Regions from separate parts of the Mus musculus genome. Here region 2 is linked to region 1. Evidence: chromatin contacts called from public Hi-C data. All regions are on one chromosome and are shown on one strand. Each heading gives the region's core, a stretch centred on a gene start, on an enhancer-like site or on the middle of the called end of the contact. The rest is flanking DNA. Distances are from core to core; before and after follow the strand shown. Region 1 has its middle 41 kb from the start of Gm31546. Region 2 overlaps Gm31718 (a long non-coding RNA gene).

Region 1 (2,998 bases), core at 158-2,657:
CTGCTCTGAATGGCATTGCTCAGCTCTAGCTCCCACTGAAGGAAAAGCACAGTCCTTAGGATGGAGTCAGGTCCTGCTTCTTGTCTGCCCTGCTTATGTATGGCAGCCTGGCTCCTTGAATCCCTGTCTCCAGCCCCATGTTCTCTTTGGCCACTTGCTCTCAATTAATTGCTCCCCCGATGTTGAAGCTCTCCCCCCGCCCCACCATGTTCTAGACCGGCTGCTAATAGTGTCCACGAGGCAGCACAGGCGTAAGGAGAAAGGGCTCAATGGGTAAAGTCACTGCTGCACAAACAGGAGAACCTGAGTTGGATCCCCAGAACCCAGGTTAAAAAAGGCAGGTGTCATGGTACACATTTATAATCTCAGCACTGGGGAGACAGAAACAGACTGGTCCCTGGGGCTCACTGGTCAGCCAGGTGGTCTACTTAGTGAGCTCCAGGCCATTGGATGGCACCTTAGGGGCAATACAAAAGGTTATGCTCAGGTCTACACACCACACACAAACACACACACACAGACACACAGACACACACACACACACAACACACACATACCCACACAAACTCGAGGCAAGGCAGATCTTAATAGAAGTGTGGGGTTTTAGCTGAGAATTCAGAAGTTTGAGACCTGGGTTTAGGGCAGGTCTAGCTAGAGACAAAAACCAGACATAAGACCTGGAGCCTGGTGGCTTCCACACGAGTATAATATTCCCAAGGAACTACTGCAAAGTGCCTGAGGACAGCAGCCTCGGTGACATCCATGCACAGACTGGTCCTCATCTGCTTTCTCTCCCTGCAGCCTCTGAGCAGCAAGTTCAGAAGGTCTGTCGGCCACAGAGCAGTGTGTTAGGGATGCTCACTCTCCCGTTGTCTTTGCTGCTTAGCTCTGTGCATTCTGCCTGCATGGCTTTTCTAAGCCTACGTGAGCTACAAATAGATACCGCCCACATTTTGCCTCAAAGATCCATTCTTTGATTTCTCCCACTTGCCAAGTCGAACTCTGAGCTGATGTTTTATTTGTCGGTAGCAACGAGAGATAAAGGTTGATGTGAATAACCAGAATGTGAACATTCAGAGCCAAAATTCCTATGTCTCTTCCCCACCAAATCTTTATGCCAGGGTTGTGGATTGGGGCTGGGGAGTGCTTGCATAAGCATGGGGACCTGAGCTCAAATAGTCAGCGCCTGTGTAAAAGCAACCCCAGCTTCTCACCCAGCAGAGACAGCCACCTTCTTGTGTGTCTTCCCATAAACCTCCTGTATGAGGTTTGTGGTACGGTGTGACTTTGTGGTACTCCTTGGTTCCCAACTGCCAGGATACCTTTCCTGTCAGAACTGTAACACCTCCAGGGGGTAACTGAGGGAGCTGTCTAAGGTTGACCTGTGGCCTCCATGCAAGGCATATACCTGCCCACTACTCAGGATGTTGAAGCCAGATCACAAGGCCAAACCAACTACAGAGTGAGCTCGTGATCGACTCTGTTGATTTAAATGAAAACTTGTCTCAAAATAAAAAGTAAAAAAAGAATGGGGCTGAAAAGCAGTAGAGTTCTTGCCTACTGTGTGTGAGGTCCTAGGTTCAACCCCCCAATGCTGGAAAGAAATAGAATGTTGTAGCTGAAACATGAATTAAGAGTGTGTATACATATATGAGTGTCTGCGTATGGATGTGTGCCTGTTTGTATGTGTAGATATGTGTGACTTTGTATGTCTGTATATGCATGTGAGTTTATGTATGTGTCTCTGTGTCTGTATGTGTGTCAGTGTTTGTGTGTGTCAGTGTGTGATATATATCTGTATGTGTCCATGTGTCAATGTATTGAGTATTTGTGTGTCTGTGTCTGTCAGTGTACGTGTGTGTATATGTCAGTGTGTCTCTGTGTCTCAGTTACTTAATTGTCAGGGTCTATGTGTTACTATGTATATCTTGTGTATGTGCTATATTGTTAAATAACTATGTCTGTCAACTGTGTTAGTTACTATGTATATCTCATGTATCTGTTTTTGTCAGTGTGTTTCAGTGTCTGTCAGTGTATCTCTGTGTAGTAGTGTATCTGTATATGTCAATGTATCTTTGTGTGTCAGGGTCTCCTTGTGTGTAAGTGTATCTGGATGTGTAGATGTCTGTATCTGTGGGTCAGCATGTCTGTCAGTGTCTCTGTGTGTTAGTGTATCTATGTGTCTGTCAGTGTCTATGTGTGTGTCTATCAGTGTCTTTGTTTACATGGATCAGTGTGTCTATGTGTGTTAGTGTGTCAGTGTGTACTGTATACCTGTATGTTGTATATCTGTATCTTGTATAATCTATCTCCCCAGCTTGATCTTAACTCCCTTTTTTACCCTCCAATGTGCCCTTTCTTGCATATCTGCAAAGTTTCATTGCCCTGGGTTGAGTGAATCATTCCAAAATGCCAAATCAATGTGCCTGGCTGACCAAGTATGAATCTACAATGCCAGGGACCAGGAAAAGATACTGAATGTGTGACTTTGGTTACTCACTCTATTTAATCACCTCATCAGCACACTGACTTGATTTCCCAGGGCTGAGCTATGAGCATAGCTCTCTTCTAGAAACAAAGGTTGTGTGCTAGCTTTCTTTCACTGTGATAAAACATCTGAGAAAGTCAATTCAGAGGAATGAGGGTTTATCTTGGCTCATGATTTCTGGAGCTTCAGTACATAGTCTTCTGTCTCCACTCTTGCTCTTCCTGCTGAAATTGAACTCAGGATACCATGCTATCAAAAAGGCAACCATGTCACTGTCTCTCATTAGTTTCTTTCTTTTTTTAAAGACTTATTCATTTTATTTATATGAGTACACTGTAGCTGTCTTCAGACACACATCAGAAGAGTGTATCAGATCCCATTAAGGATGGTTGTGAACCCCTATGTGGTTGCTGGGAATTTAACTCAGGACTTCTGGAAGTCTTAACCACTGAGCCATCTCTCCAGCCTCCTCCCATTACTTTCATAAATGAGTTTGCTGCATGTGTTCTG
Region 2 (2,735 bases), core at 201-2,700, 170 kb before region 1:
AGTTTCCAGAAAAAAAACAAAGGAAGGTGGCCAAAGTAACCAAGGCACACAGCCTCCTCCTCTTTCGAAAAGACGCCTATCTCCAAAACAATCTCGGCCGCCCATTAAACAACACTTGTTCGGGACAGAGGAAGGGCAGCATGCAGGATCGCTGGGCTTTCCAAAGAAAACACTCCCGGTTGTCCGGCAGGCAACAATGAACAAAAACCTGAATGGCATTCACACAAGAGGGTGGGGAGCCTGGGCCAGGCCCTCAGGGTCCTTGGGTGTCAGTACAGGGCTCCTAGGACAGGAGCCACCTCCAGCACACACAGGATCCTCACCCAACAGGGACACAATGAGCAGGTGCTCCTCTGGAAGCCACAGAGAGGCCTTTGCAAGGAATAGCATCGGCCAAGAGTGTGCTCCTGGACTTCTAATCTCAGATGATACGTGTTCCTCAACGTGTTGTTCAAGCTACCTAGCTTCAGAGGTATTGCTGTAGCTTTCTTAGTAGAACAGCATGTTATCCATCAGGTCTAAAAGATGAAAGGGTCAGGAATACCACACACTTTCCCACGTGGCCATTGACGAGTTGGTGTCAAGGAAACAGAGAGGAGAATGGTTGTTATTATGGGCTGGGGGAAGGAGAGGGTAGTTAACCAGGCTAGGGAACAGGTGGGAGAAGTCACTTCTAATGTTTTGTAGCATGCTACAGTCACTATGGTTGAAAACAATGCATCAGGAGATACATTGTTTTATAAAGGAGATACATTGTAGCTTAGAAAGGAGATACATTGTAGCTTAGAAAGGAGATACATTGTAGCTTAGAAAGGAGATACATTGTAGCTTAGAAAGGGGAAGGTTTTCAAGGGTTCTTGTACACAGAAATGATAAATGTTTTATGTGATATGTAGGCCAATTGCCCTGGTGTAATTTTTACACCATGTATACAGGTATGGCAACATGTTATGTCTCATTCATATATACAGCTAGTATTGTCAATTCAATAAATATTAAAATGGGGGGAGGAGTGAAGTCTCTGGGGCCAAAAAGCCCTTCCCTCAAGGCCACACTGAATATCCCGATTGCTCGCTGGTCCTTTAGGCTTCTTGTACCCATTTTTAGGGTTGCATACAGAAGCAAGGAGCCTGGGCTTTCCCCTGCTCCAGGTCTTCACCTAGGATCTCGTTGCTGCAGGTTAAAGCCAGGGTTAACCAGTCTAGAGCAGGAAAGGCCAAGTCACCATAAATGGGATCCCATTTGCCTGCAAATGAACCTGTGGATCCAATCAGATAAGCAGGGGCTGCAGAATGTTTGTGGCAAAGGGAAGTAGGAACGAACGTTCTGTGCGGTTCCTGGAAGGCACTGGGGTTTTTCGTGGGGGAAGTGACTGCTCTGTAGACAAGAGGCCAGATCATCAAGCTGCTTGTCACCTCAGTCTGAGGAACCTATAGGGCTCTGTCCCCACCCCCCTGCCCCCCACTTTGGGGATAACCAACCCTGGCCACTTCCCTACAGTGATTCACCTTCTTGAGGGCCCACAGGAGTCCACACCACCCCAAGCTGCACCGCCTCGCCTTCTTCTTCCAAACTCTTTTGCTTTTCCTTTTCTCCCCTGTATCTTTCTTGAGACAGTGTCTTGTGCAGCCTAGAGGGGCCTTGGACTGCTGATGCCTCTGACTTTACTCCCCGGTGCTGAGAATGTCTTGCTTCAGGTTTATAAAGTGAGGAGATCAAAGTCAGAGCTTTGTGTGTGCTAGCCAACCCCTCGAACAACTGAGACACATTTGCTGCCTTCTTTAATTTCTTTTTTTGAAAAAAAAAAAAAAGTATATCTCAGAGATGTCGCAAGAATAGCAAAGGGCATGCGCGTGTCTAATCTGTTGTGATGTATAAGGGACGTTGTCCTTCCTCTCTTCCGTGTGGATGTGACTTACAATTTTGACTGGATAGGGTGAGGCTAGGTGGGAACACCATAGGAGCCTGAGAGGCTTCAGAAAAGCATCTAGTAGGCCCATTGTCACATCTGGCCAGATGTCCCAAGGTCACCTTTTATGCTTACCTTACCAGTTTCTTTAGTTTATTTTTAAATCTACAATGATCTATATCCTGTCTCGAAATTTCCCAGCATGGATTTCAAGAGTTGTTAGTATCGTGAAGGAGAGATAGAATATTCTCGGACCTAAAGCAGTAAGGGATCCTGGTTGTGATGTGATGGGCTCATGGGTTATCTGCAGAAGATCTGTGCTGGGAGCACACAGAGCACAGTGTTAACTTGGGCCCTTACACAAAGGTTTCTGGTGAAGAAGGCTATGCAAAGTTAGGGCTACATTCACATGCAAGACTGGAGCATCTGCAGGTCAGCAGACCAGCCATTGGGTGAGCATAAAAGAGAAGTGTGATGCCCACGGGGGCACAGTGGCAGTGTCTGTCCTTCTCTCATCAGGTGGGAGGCACTGGCAGCCCCCCACCACACAGGAGCCCTGTACTTGGAGAAGCTGAGGGAGGCGATCTGGAGAGGGGTCTCTGGGTCCAGCTCCTGCCCACAACCAGGAGGTGAGGAGGCAGATAGTCACAGCAGGTGAGCCCTGGAGAGCCCTTCCTGACTTCGGCTTCACTTCCACCTACCCTGCCTCCTGTACTTCTCTCCAGTGGGTCTTAGTGAGTTGTGTACTCTGTAAACATGTCTGCCTTCCTAGGAGAGAAAGTCTGATAGGCAGGTGTATTTGTGAGCTTCCCTTTGGGAACAGGTT

Evidence for each region. Hi-C and Micro-C count contacts between places; a contact is called where the count stands out from the background.
Region 2: a Hi-C map of CD8 T cells shows a contact between it and region 1, with 1.8 times the contacts expected there. The contact joins two enhancer-like sites. A contact is called at or near these places in 1 of 15 datasets of contacts at CTCF or cohesin (CD8 T cells), 2 of 484 Hi-C or Micro-C datasets (CD8 T cells and bone marrow-derived macrophages), 5 of 115 datasets of contacts at active chromatin or transcription factors (CD8 T cells, the HPC-7 cell line, embryonic stem cells and 2 more) and 1 of 9 other capture datasets (embryonic stem cells).

Annotation. Positions count from the first base shown.
Region 1 is chr8:126,636,155-126,639,152 of GRCm38.p6, reverse strand. No RefSeq gene overlaps it. Among named protein-coding and RNA genes, the nearest start is that of Gm31546, 41 kb to the right of the region's middle. Within about 2 kb of position 1,407, at least 23 of the 459 cell types and tissues checked have an H3K27ac peak or open chromatin away from gene starts, as enhancers often do. A contact at or near this core is called in CD8 T cells, where this site is marked.
Region 2 is chr8:126,802,941-126,805,675 of GRCm38.p6, reverse strand. It overlaps Gm31718 (a long non-coding RNA gene), which reads left to right. Exons shown (of 8, transcript XR_879375.3): 8 at 1-969. Among named protein-coding and RNA genes, the nearest start is that of A630001O12Rik, 45 kb to the left of the region's middle. Within about 2 kb of position 1,450, at least 154 of the 459 cell types and tissues checked have an H3K27ac peak or open chromatin away from gene starts, as enhancers often do. A contact at or near this core is called in CD8 T cells, where this site is marked.